Regions from separate parts of the Mus musculus genome. Here region 2 is linked to region 1. The links are chromatin contacts, called in public promoter capture Hi-C maps. All regions are on one chromosome and are shown on one strand. Each heading gives the region's core, a stretch centred on a gene start, on an enhancer-like site or on the middle of the called end of the contact. The rest is flanking DNA. Distances are from core to core; before and after follow the strand shown. Region 1 holds the start of Adgrg7 (adhesion G protein-coupled receptor G7). Region 2 holds the start of Dcbld2 (discoidin, CUB and LCCL domain containing 2).

Evidence for each region. Promoter capture Hi-C pulls out the DNA fragments that hold promoters and counts their contacts.
Region 2: a promoter capture Hi-C map of liver shows a contact between it and region 1, with 6 times the contacts expected there. The contact joins the promoter of Dcbld2 here to the promoter of Adgrg7 in region 1. A contact is called at or near these places in 2 of 39 promoter capture datasets (hippocampal neurons and liver).

What each region holds. Positions count from the first base shown.
Region 1 is chr16:56,793,113-56,799,758 of GRCm38.p6, forward strand. Adgrg7 (adhesion G protein-coupled receptor G7) reads right to left here and starts at 2,746. Exons shown (of 16, transcript NM_172825.3): 1 at 2,435-2,746. The coding sequence starts at 2,549.
Region 2 is chr16:58,405,850-58,412,495 of GRCm38.p6, forward strand. Dcbld2 (discoidin, CUB and LCCL domain containing 2) reads left to right here and starts at 2,686. Exons shown (of 16, transcript NM_028523.3): 1 at 2,686-3,102. The coding sequence starts at 2,907. 4930461C15Rik (a long non-coding RNA gene) reads right to left here and starts at 2,682. Exons shown (of 4, transcript XR_384912.2): 1 at 2,323-2,682; 2 at 1-225.

The DNA.
Region 1 (6,646 bases), core at 1,496-3,995:
CTGAATGTTACTGAAACTGTGAAATGGAAGGTTTTTTCTTCTGTTTTTCACAAATAAGTTATCACTTTTTGTGAAAAATACATTGTTTGTTGAAATGAATTTTGAATATAGTAAATTAACTTGGACATAACTTAATGTATATGTGCTTATGTGCTTTTTCCTAAATAACTTATTTATAGTTAGCCAGGAGTGTGGGGTCATGCCTGAAAACCCAGCACAATGAGTATGATGTCATCTGGGATACAAATTGTGAGTTCCAGGACAATGCAAACTCTAAAATAAGATCTTAAAAACAAGCAAAAAAGGCTTTCACAGATAGATCAATGTCTCTGAGATATGCATGAACTGTGTATCTAAAATTTTTTTAAATTTAAAGATAACTTATAAGTAAGTAAGGAAACAACGAGAAGATATTCCATAATGACATTAGTAGAACGAAGGGAGATGTGCAGGAAAGAGGTGAAATACCCAGAAGAAGTTAACTAAAAGGAAGGAAGTGGAATAGAACGGAATAAAGCAGATACAAACAGAACTAAATAAAGATAAACAGCTAAAGCACACCCCAAATAGAATTTACAAGGCACAGACACAGCAAACAGCAAAAAGTGTCAGTCTTCATCCTTTCTATTTGTTAGTGATAGTGACGACCGTCTAATTTTCTGTTGGCTTTACCCTAAAGCTGAGGAATATCCCTTATGTAAAGAGCTCTGATAAACTAACACCAGGTGCAAAGCTAGACTTTCTGAGGAGCTGATATGTTACACTCTGAGAAGCAGAACTTTTAATACACTTTACTTCCTTCAAAGGCCTCCAGCAGCTTGGAGGTGTGCCCACACTTAAGCAGTTCTCCTCCAGCAGCTTGGAGGTGTGCCCACACTTAAGCAGTCCCCCTACGCCTTTGACTAACTTGCACTTTCTGTCCTCTCTTCAATATTGTTCCTCATGTTGGATTTGTACTTTGTCCTTGTAATGGTTGGATTTAATGGTGTCATTTCTAAGTCACATGTTTCCCTTTGAAAACAGAAATCATTATGAATGCAACAAGAAGGAAGACATTTCTCAAACGTACATCCTTTAAAGGAGATCTTACAAGTTTAATGCGCGTAACAGTGAGAGAGACTCTTTACAGTTTTTCCTTAAACCTGAAAGTGTTTTTACAAACGTTAATGTTTTTAATGTTATTCTTTTGTCCTGTTTAATTTCTTACTCAAGTTCTCTAAATGTTGACAACACAGTATTCTCTGAATTCTATTCTTTTTGGGTAATGTAGGAATGGCTCCATTCTATGCTACCTCTCCTGTACCAGCCCATATCAAACATTTGTTCTCAGCATGGGATTCTGCAACCTGGCACCATTGCAGGGCAGTTCTCTGCCTTCCTTGAGGGCAGACTTCTCCTTAATGGTACTAGTCACCTCTAGTCACTCAGTTCCACATGTTCTACAAATCATCTTGAATCCCTTTCTAGCAGTGGTTCTCAACCTTCTCAACACTGCAACCCTTTAATCCAGTTTCTCCTGTTGTGGTGACCCCAAGCCATAAATTATTCCATTGCTACTTCATAACTGAATGTCGCTACTGTTGTGAATTGAAATGTTGTCAGACATTCTTAAGTGCCCATGAAAGGGTCATTTGCCACCCAAAGGGGTCACAACACACAGATTGAAAACCAGTGCTTTATAAGGAATCTCCAGAGGCAAAGGGGTGCAGTGTTAGAATCATTAAACATGTATTTTTGCGGTCTCAGGGGCTTTACTTTAACACCATCACTTTACATGTGACCCTGCTTCTGTCCGTACTTCCTCCATGAGGTCTGGAACACAGCAAGAAACTTACAAACACGTGTGGAGCCAGCAGGAAAATAACCTTTAAATTCATTTTAATTTTTTCATCTTTAACTAATTTTCTACACCTGCAAAATGGGAAACTTGAACGTAAACCTAAGTTCATTTCACCACTCTGGTGCTACGGTCTCTAAGCTTCCTTCTTGAGATGAATTTCTATTCTGTACATGGTTTTTGGGGGGAGTCCGAGTTCACAACTATTTACCTTTATAGGATTTAGCTCAGTAAACCCAAATACACATTGTTATACTTTCTATTGTTCTTCATTCTATCAACTCCAAAATTAAAATAGTGCAAAGAAGCCAATTCAAAACTCACTCTTCACCCTGCTTATTCACAAAACACACACACACACACACACACACACACACACACACACATACACACACACACACGTTCTATGTATAAAGCTGTCCACTGGTCATCAACGGACTGCGGTCTTACAATTCTTAAGTTGTGTTGTGGAAGGCAGGCATCTCCTGGACAAGGCACTTCCCTGGCACTGAAATATCAGGTAGCAGAGTCAGAGAATCAATGCCATCCCCCAACACCCACTCTCTGTCTCAGTAGATTATAGCAGGGTGACATTACCTCTGTTGATCCTTATGACCATCCTCCAGATGCCGAGTCCCAGAACAATGCCTGTCAGTAGCCCACACACAATAGCCACCAGTACCCGGACATTGCAGGAACGACAGGAACGCATGGTGAAGCCAAAACACTGCACGAACAGAGATAGTTATAAAACATGAAAAGAATTCTTCCCTTCAGTGGTCTGTCTGACAGGTGATCTCATGGTTTAAGAGTTTTGAAGTTAATTCAGAGTAATGAAGTTGGAATCACCAAAGAGAAGGTGGGTTTCTGCGTGCAGTATGCTCATTCTTCACCGAGGGAGATCAAGAGACAAGGGTTCTCAGAAAAGGAAACTAACTCAGGGCAATAAAGGAGGGGCGGGATTAGCCTTGAGGGTCAAGGAAGGAGGCAAGCTATCAGAACCCAAAGAGGAAGCCAGGAAGGCAGTGGATCCCTCTGGTTATCTACAGATCAGTCTCCTGTACTTTGGTCTTAAGGGACTTCAGCAAGTGCTTCAGGATAGTCAAACACCCTCTTGGATAGGGAAACATTGTTGTCAAGGAAAGGACAAACTGCAATAGCCACATAAGATTTCACTCTTGCATTTCCTTAAGGAGCCTAAATTCTAACAGTCACAATTGGTGATTGAGTATATTGACTTGGGAAGAATTATACAAAGCACTAAAACAGAGTTATAATTCATCTATTATGAATTACATTATGTGCCCACGTTCATGTGTTAGAGTCTTAACCCAAAGCACCCACAATGCAGCCTTGATTAAAGATAAGTTTGAACTCAGGACCTCTGGAAGAGCAGTCAGTGCTCTTAACCACTGAGCCGTTTCTCCAGTCCAGTTGGTGTCTTTATAAGAGATAATCTGGGCACCAATGTGCACAGAGGAGCAATGTCTAAGGAAATAAAGGGACAATACAACCAAATGGCAAAGAACTACAGCAAAAAGCTTAGATTATAGTCTTCCTCCAGAGTCCTAGGAACCAACTACAATGACATCTTGGTTTAAAACAGTAATTCTCAACTTGTGGGTCCTGACCCCTTTGTGGGGGGTGGGGTGGGTGGGGTGTCAACTGACCCTTTCACAGGGATTGCATATCAGATATCCTGCATATCAGCTTTTTACAGTACAATTCATAACAGTAGTAAAACTACAGTTATGAAGTAGCAATGAAAAACTTTTATAGTTGGAGGTCACCACACCATATACATTCCTGTTCTTTAAGCCACAAAGTTTGTAGTACTTTTTCACAGCAATCTAATCACAAACTGCTGTTTCTCTGAAGTTGCAGCTGTGACCCTGGGGATCCCGCCTTACTCTTCCCTGCCCCTCCCTAGTCTCGAATGAAGGTGCTAATGAGCACCCATGTGGTTGAAGTGCAGGTTCGGGTGGATGAATCAGTGGAAGGTTCCTCTGCTCATCTAAGACCCAGGATGATAAAGTGCCTTCAATTGTGTCAGGACCCTCACAGGCAGGAACAAGCTCTCAAGCACTCCCGCTGCCCCAGGGTGAAAAACCAGGGTGTAACTCGTGATAAGACAGATCAGATTTGTTAATGATAACAAAACAAGGTGCTACAGAGTACTCTTCTGGGAGTATTAGACATAGATTTATAAAATAAATTTTACATCTAAACTGATCATCTGTTTACCCCTCAAAATGATGTGTTATTCCCCAATTCTCAATAATACTTCCTAAAGTACAACTCAGGGGGGATATTAACATAAAGTTCTAATTTTACCTTATCCTAGAGCTTCAGAAAAACACATTAATATGTCACAAAATGAAAGAGTTTAAAGACTGCTACAGAAGAAAAAAAACAAATAAATCTATGTTCATTGTCTGTTGTGAATATGTGATATTTATTCTTATGTGTCTTTATTATCTACCCAAAACGGCAAGAGTAGGGTACATAAAAAATTATTCGTGGAAGTCCAAAGGATTTAGGTACAAGGAATTTAAAAACCATTATACCTTTTCTGTGGTAAGTATTTTTCAATTAGTATAACTTATTGTACATATTATGTTTTTCAATATTAAAAATAGCAATGTTCCATAAACTAGGAAGATGAATTAAGCAGAAAACCAGCACAGTGCTTTATACATTTCATATCTTTGCCTCATTTATTTCATAACACAATGCCTTTCCCAGTGCAGAAACAAGGATGAGGTTAGAGATGACTTCAAGATGAATTAAGGAATTTTAAGCAATACTAGTTGTATGGGAGCCTCCAGAGTGTTCATATACACTGCACATTGCCAATCTCCCAATGTTTCTTAACTACAGATCTCCCTTCCCAGGAAGACTCTCCCAGAGATGTCATTCTTCAGAAGACACCAGGGAAATCCTGCTTTGTGGGGGAGAGGGAGAAAATTGCTGAAGAGGGCTATGTATGGTGACCCTATCAGGATGACAGGTTTTTTTTTTTTTTTGGTTTTATTTTTTTCTACCAATGGCTGAAAACTGATTTTGGTGGTACTTAGACATTTTCTTCCCCAAGTCAATAGATGTGCCGGAACTCTGGGATGCTGTGATGCTCATAGCTTTGTAATACATATAACTTTGTGATTTTGGCCTCATCACTGAATTCATAAGGTTTTCCTTATTGTCTAAGAACAACAGAAATTTGTGGGAAGGAAAAAACCCTAGGCATAATTCAGATGTTTACATTTATAGAAAGATATGAATTGCTATCATTTTAAAATTGTATAAACTGTATTCTTATGGTCTAGATATTCGTTTATCACAAGGTTGGTCTACAGATGGTGGCACTATTTTGGTAGGTTCTGAAAGCATTAAAACATTAGGAGAAAGGGCCCTGCTGGAAGAAACAGGTCACATAAACATGTATTGAGGAGCCCTGTCTTGTTGCTTTTTACTTCTCTTCTGTCTTTCATGAGATAAAAGGACTCTTTGATTATGAATTCTTGCTACCATGATGTTCTCCCAAAGCACATGGGACAAAAGAAAACAAAACAAAACAAAACCAAAGAGAAAAACAAAACAAACAAACAAACAAACAAACAAAAAAACCCCATAGACTTCTTCAGAAACTACGAACCAAACCTTATCTTTCCTCCTTTAATTTGCATGAGTCAAGATATCCTCACACAGGCTCGAAAGTCAGTAGCACAAGCACTATTTTTACATACACGTACTTGAGAAGTCAAAGGAGAGGAAAGATAAGTAGTAAATAATTTGTTTATTAATTCATTCTACCCAATATATTGTGTATTGTGATGAACATGTGGATAACACAATGAGCCAGAAGGACAAGGTCCCTGCTGTCACACAGCAGACACTCATGGAGACCTGGTAGTGTTTTTTGTTTATGTGGTCACTAATTTGTTTCATGGACCCAAACACGTCACACAAAACCCAGGTCTTCACATTTTAAGTAGCCCCATGGGACCTCTGGTCCCTGTGCTGGTTAGTCATAAAGACTTCATCTGATTAAGATCAGGAAAAGTGTTTATCATATGTGGGCAGACACGTTATGATTCAGATTGGGTGTCCCGGACTGAGCAGAATAATGAGAGCGTCTATCAAAGATCAACTTAAAATGCCACACCCAAAGCAGGGCAAAGACGCAGTCCTGGAATGAGGCCAAGTGAGCCAGGATGAGAGATCATTGTCACGTAGGGGCAAGAATCACCCGTATGGGAAGGCAGAGGCAGCAAAGAAAGAATAAGGCATCCTTCAGAGACCAAGAATCTCCTCCCAGGTACCCCACTGGGTGAACCGAAGAAGACACCTGCAGCATGGCACACGTAGGGATGAAGGACACAAACATGTGGATGTGGGTGGCAGAGAAGAGCAAGACTGTTTGCACACAGGGTGATAGGTCAAGCAGGCAAGCATATCAACAAGGACACCAACCACAACTTCTGAGCTTTCCAGGTTGTGAACGTTTTGCTAACCTGTATCTTGTAAGGAAGCTTCTCTCTCCTCCCTTCAGGAGGTAAAGTTCAAATGAAAGAGCTATAGAACACTAGCCTATTGTCTGTGGCTCTCTGGAGAATGCCAGGAATCTTTTTGCAATAAGTGTCAGGCATTTTGAAAGACAACAGACTCATAATGCCCAGAAAACTTAGTAAGAGTTTACAAATCAAGGACATTCAAGGTGGTCTTCTTTGGGAGAAGCTGTGAAGCCTCTGGGAGAGTCTTGTTGGAGGAAGCACATCACTGGGGGCAGACGGTAGACACGTTTTGTTC
Region 2 (6,646 bases), core at 1,436-3,935, 1.6 Mb after region 1:
TATATGACTTTGGTGGAAGGTTCCCAGGAAACATTTCGTTATCTCACAGAAGCCTTCTGAAACTGGTTGTACAGCCATAATGAGAAGTGGAGAGACATGGTGGGCAGCACTGTGTCTCAATTCTCACACATCGGTGCTCCTCCTATGACTTCCCATGGTCAGGCAGTAGGGGAATGTTCTCCGGGCTGCTCTCCAGCCAAACCTCCAGAAAAGAAACTCAGGAAGCTGAAAGGCAAAAGAGTACGAAGACAGATGGCTAGCATCATTTTTCAGACGCTGGTTTCCCCCTCTCTTCTTTTCCCTGTTCTGTCCTCTGAAACACTTCACCACTTTATTCTCTACTTTAACAGCTCTTAGCATACCAAAACAGAGAGAAAATGACAGCACCCCTCTCTCTTGTGATAGGGGAATTACTTATAAGAAATTCGGAGTCTTTTCAGGCTGTACTCCCCTGAGGGGGGACAGCCACAACTCCAGCACTTTCTTTTCTAGAAAGGTTCCCATACCTGAGCTAGTTCACTCTGCTTCTTGTGCAGTTCCATGTAGCTGAAGGAATCCTAGCCAGCAGCTTCTAACCCTTTGCTGTGTCCACCTTGTGGCCTACGGTTATCACTAGGTGGTCATACAGAAGGAGTGATCCGACATGTGAGGTGCTTCATCTCAGGGACTATCACTTGAAGCCTTGGCTTAGGACTGGCTGTTTGCTGGGGTAGGTCATAGAGTTAGCTCTGTTAGTTCTCACCTCCAAATTGGCACTGGTGACGATGGATTTGTTTAAAATGTTTGTCTTCTCCACTAGAATGTAAGCTTCTCTAACTGAACTTTGTATGACCAGGGCGTATATTGGTAGTGCTTTCTTTGCTACACGATAGATGTTTAGCAGATACAATGACTGGGGAGTGGGGGTGGGGGGTGGGCTTATTGTGTGAGAAATATGCAAGAAACTTGAAAAAAAATGGCTTCTAGAGTCCTTTCCAGCATTTGGGTTTTCTTCTGAAACACGGGTGTGAGTGCTTTACATGTTTAGGACTCTCACATGTATTCATGAGTTCCAGAGCCAATTCCTACATACTTCTCACACTGACATTTGTACAACCTGCTTTTCTATAGCCTCATTTATTAGCTGTATATCCATATCGATTTATTTTGTTTAAAAGGCATGTATTTTATTATTTATTTATTTATTTATTTATTCATTCATTTAGTATGGGGGTGGGAGGGGAGATGTTCCACAGTGCACATCTGGAGGACCATGGACGACTTGCAGAAGCCAGTTCTCTCCTAGCAACCATGTAAATTCTGAGGATCAAACTCAGATCGTAAGGATTGTCAGCAAGGGCTCTTAACCAATGGCCTATCTCTCTGGCTTTGCATCCCAGTATAGGTGCTTCTCAGCTTATGATAAGAGTCACATTTGATAAACCCACCATCACTTGAGAACACGTTAAGTCAAGGGAACATTTAATACACTCAAGGTAGTAGACATCCTATGCCAGTATCAGTTTGCTGTACAGCATCCGTTGCTTAGCGTTGAGAAGACCCAGCTGCCAGAAATTATGGCTTGTTAAAGGCAGTCATCAGCAGGACAGGGCACAGCAGCAATACTGTGAAAAATCAACCACCATAAACTGAAAGGTAATACAGATGCTCTATAGTTACTTCCTTTGCTATGCAAACTGTTCTATCTTACTAAGTCCCTGTTTGTTAAAGGTACAATACTTTTTTTTTTTTTTTTAGGGAGTCCCTAATTAAAAATATCCCTGATGGTTTCTCTTTATAAATCTACTGTCTAGTTCTGTGGATTCTTCTTTAAAGACTGCTCTTTCTTCTGCCATACTGCCTGCTCAAAAACTCCATCAAATTGCCTATTATTTGAATTTGTACTTGTTTCATTCTGACGTGCATGATGTACTGACATTTCTTCCCCATTCCAAAACCTGCAAATTATCTATAAAGTGGCTCTAATTCCTGGGACTTCTCTGAGCACAATTTTACAGATAGTGGACTTAAATAGTCTCAGCAACACGGGTCTTATTTTATACTTCCTCTCCAAAGTCCTAGAAGCTATCTTTGCAAAAACTGAACACTACATTTGTAATTGTACCCGCAGATGTTGCTGCAATTGACTGCAGTTTTAATTAAGAAAAACATACTCTGCTATTTAAAAACAGTCCCTTAAATACAGCTCCCAGCTGAAATCTTCCAGCATCCAGCCATCCCACCCCTTCCAGTGGCCTGATGTTCGACGGGGGAGGAGCCAGGAGCAAGCAGGCTCTGGGAAGCTGGAGAGCGCGGGATGGGGAAGTCCCGGAAGTCACTGACCAGAGAGTCTCGGCGGGTTCTCTCTGGGCAGTGGTCCCAAAAACTACAGGCTCTTCAGCGGGGCGGGGACCGCTCCCGGCCCCGGCTTGGGGGCGAACCCGGATCGAGGGAGGCGGGTGGGACGCTCCCAGAGGTCCAGGGCGATTGGCAGACGCGGATGAGGGGCGGTGGAGCTTTAGGAGAGGAGCTAACAGGTCGACAGAGCAGACGGCGTGATGATTGGACGGCACGGAAGGAGCTGGACCAGATCTGGCCGCTCATTGGTCTCAGCATGAGGAGGAGGCGTGGCCAGCGCGCGCGGGAGGGAGGGAGGGCGAGAGAGCGGGGCCGGCCCGCCCGAGAGACGGTCGGTCTACGAGCGCGGCGGGAGCGCGTTCCAGCTCGGGCCCCGGTGCTATCCTCCGATCCGCCGCGCTCCGGCCTGGGGTCTCGGGGCGGGAAGCTCGGTGAAGCGGGCGCGGGGAGCAGGGCGGAGGGGACGAGGCGCGCTGCGCTGCCGCCCGGTCCTCACCGGGTGCTGCGGGCCCCGGGCGCGCGGGGCTCCGCGGCGCGCGCACTATGCGGGCGGATTGCCGGCCGCCGCGATGGCGAGCCGGGCGCCGCTGAGAGCCGCGCGCAGCCCCCAGGGTCCCGGAGGCCCGGCCGCGCCCGCCGCCACCGGCCGGGCCGCGCTGCCCAGCGCCGGCTGCTGTCCCCTCCCTCCTGGCCGCAACTCCTCCTCCAGGCCTCGACTGCTCCTTCTGCTGCTCCTACTGCTCCAGGACGCTGGAGGCCAGCAAGGTGAGTGGTGGCCCGCACCGGTCGGCCTCCTGAGGCTCTTGGCTGTTGGAGGAACCTGCCGACGAACCCAGAGATGCAGAGACACCACACTGGCGAGGCTGATGTGGCGGGGACCGGGGCGGGGTGGTGGTGCCGCCCGGTGTCTCAAGTTTGTGTCGCTTTACTTTTCCGCAAAGCCATTCATTTCTGTGAAAGAGGGACGTATGAGACCCTGCCGTGGAGGCCTCCTTGCTGTCTCCTTCTGGACTGATGGACGGAGTCGGGAGCAAATTAAAAAGCATCTTGAGCTTATTAAAGACAGGCAGGGATTGCTGTTCTTAGGGATAGCGCCCAGGTTCTAACGCGAATGAAGCAAATTGCAGTGCTCTCTAGAGCCTTGCTTACGTTTGCAATTCGTTCTTCAGAGCACCTGCCCATTACTGAGGACCGTGGTTTGTAGATTGTCTTGATCAAACACAGAAGTGGCCCAGAGTAGCGGTCCACTACCAAAAGCGCAAACTTTCTCAGAAAGTGACAAAGCTTCTTTTCCTTCTACAATCCCATTCCAGAAGCGGGAACAACTGTTGGTTGATAAATCATCAACAATAGAAAGAGAATACAGGACTGAACTTTTTAGTGTTGCTGCTTTGGGCAGCGTACCACATTCTGTTTGGCTTTATTTCTTCCATGGCTTTTCTTGTTACTAATTGCTAGGGAGAGTTTCTTGAAATACGTTTTCCATTTCTCAGTTCAGCTTCCCACTGTGTGCACTTTTTGTCAGTAAGGAATATCTTCAAGGTCATGGGATTGTCTCTTGGGAAGGTGCAGCCTTGATGGACGTGTGAGAGGTAATCGCTAAGAGAAAAACGTAAACTGTCCTCTTTAATAGTCACATTTAAACTGAGCAACCTAAGGTTTAGAGGTCTAATAGGCAGATTTCAGTCAGCGCTTACTGTTTTAGAGTGTGGAAGCCTCTGAAGTTTTGGCATCTATGTGTGTGTTTTTCTTTCTCGTGGTGGGGAGACAGACTTATATGGCTACAGAAGCTTAGTGTGTGTGGGAGGCCCGGGACTAAGTGGTTTGTGTAAATCAGTGCATTTAACACACAGCTTGGTGAGTTAGTTATCCCGTTCCCAGCAGAGGGAAACCGATGCACAGGGAATACAGCATATTTTAATGTAGAAAGGAATATGACCATTTAAGCAGTCCACTGTGTTTGAACATTTCTAGATGGCTTACATCTAGAATTTCACGTCATGTTTAAAACAAATCTTCGAGTAACAGAGTCAGCTATATAGGACACCATTATCTTTTGGAGTAGTCATTCCCAGACTGATGTAACATGCAACATTATCTTATTTTAAATGATTTTTGAATCATTTTAGTCAGCATTGTAACAATATATTTCTTCTCCCATTGCCAAAAGATTCCAAAATAAATAGAAATAATTTTAGAGAGCATAAAAAGACATGATTTTTATTTCTTCAAAATCGGGTAGTTTTGTTTGTTTAATACCTTTGTATCAATTTTCTGTCTTGCTCATATGTGAATGCATGTCTCTTTCATAGACTAAGTAAATGAACCAGAAACACACAGTTTTACAAAGGGAAAGCATAATGTATTTATCAATTATTAAACACGAGTTACTAAGTTAGTAAATTAAGGACTAGTTTGGTGAGTATCTGAAAATTCAGAAATTGTATGAGATGAGAATTCCCTGATTTTTAAAAAATCTCTCCCTCTGAGGGCCCTAGTACTGCTTGCAGTGAAATTTCTTTGAAGTTAGTCTTAACTAAGATAACACATTCCTTCAGGGTCAGCTGACATTCCCTCACTCAGGATGTGAATCTCTTAAACACCTCTAGCGATTTTAATATGAGAATGCCCATGTGTTCCAAGGTGGACTTTGTACTCTCTTAAGAAGCCTTGGGAAGAAGTTTGGAAGGAATAATATAACCTTATCAGTTGTCTCTGAGTGATAGAACCTTTCCAAATGTCTGCTACTAGCATGTAGTTATAATGAAAAATAAACTGAAGAAAATAGGCTGGCTGAATCAGTCTTGCTCCCCACGGAGCCTACCCAGGTAGACACATATTCCGTGTCCATGGGAGTGCGTAAGTGGGTTTTTATCTTCCTGACACTGTTTTGAAATGATGCTCTCTCTTGCCTTTGTTCTACTTAAGGCCATACATAGCTCTTTCTCAGCAGATTTCCTGCCAAAAGTGATTTTTCTTTCTGCTTGGCTTAGAATAAAGTTCATCACGTTTTTGAAAACCTAATTCTTCACAATGATGTATCATAACTATCTAATATTCTTTAAATTATAAATAGACTTGGTTTACTTACATATATTTATAGTATAGACATTTTAGATGTAGCTTATATACATGAATTCTAAAATTCATGGTAAGTTCACCTTCAAATCTTTATATTAAGATCATTTTCAAAACCTTTTTTAAAAAATACATCTTTTTAATAAAACTGAAATTAGTAGAGCTTAGCCTGATTGCATATTTGCTGCTGTAATACATTTTCATAATAAGCAGCTAATACTCTACTGTGATAGAATTTCTATCTCCAGTTTACATTATGACTAGGAATTTGGGTCACCTCATCTCGGTAACTCAGCTTCCTCATTTATATTACAGATTTGTCTACCTTGTGGGCTAGAATGTGACTTGGAAATGATATGATACCAGAATATAATTAATTTTTAAAATCCATTAAGAGTGATTTGTTTGCAGCCATTCATATGGCATGTTGTCAAGGACATTGATTTTGCAATTTAATAACCTATGAAACAGGTCAGGTTGATTCTTTGAAAGAATCATTTCAGTTAAACGGTAATACTTGTAGTTTATGTGGAAAAGTTTTATTCTGGTAAGCAGTACCTTCATTGGCTTGTGTGATGCTAAGGAAGTCCAGAATTTAGAAACTGTCAGAAATGAAGAACTTCTTCCTCAGCAAAGAAACATTTATAATTATCCATACTAGGTAGATTTAGAATTTTCTGTCTTCTCTTGGTTTGACAAAACATGCCGCACAAGCCAGCTTGCCATCCTAGCTCTTGGCTGAAGCAGGGGAGTCAGGGCTTTCTGATTAGCTACCCCATCCATCTTGTGAGACCCTACCTCAAAAAGCTCTCAACCAACCACTCAACCAGTGGTTCTCAACCTGTGGCTCCCAGCCCCTTTGGGATTGAACAGCCCTTTCATGGGTTCACATATCAGATATCCTGCATATCAGACATGTACATTACTGTTCATCATAGCAACATTGGAGTGATGAAGTAGAAACAAAAATAATGTTATGGTTGGGGTCAGCACAGCATTAGGAACTGTTTTAAAGGGTCTCAGCATTGGGAAGGTTGGGAACCACTGTGCTAAACCAAAACAGGGCTCTTTTATGTAGCTCTAATCTGAGGCTGTCTGTCTGTCTGTCTGACTTTTCCTAATCATTCTCAGTTTAGGTCATCCCTCCAAATAACCAAGATATGGAAGTAGGTGCCCGATATTTGCATGTGTTTAATTCAGGTTCAACAGAGTAATTTATGTAGTTGTAGTC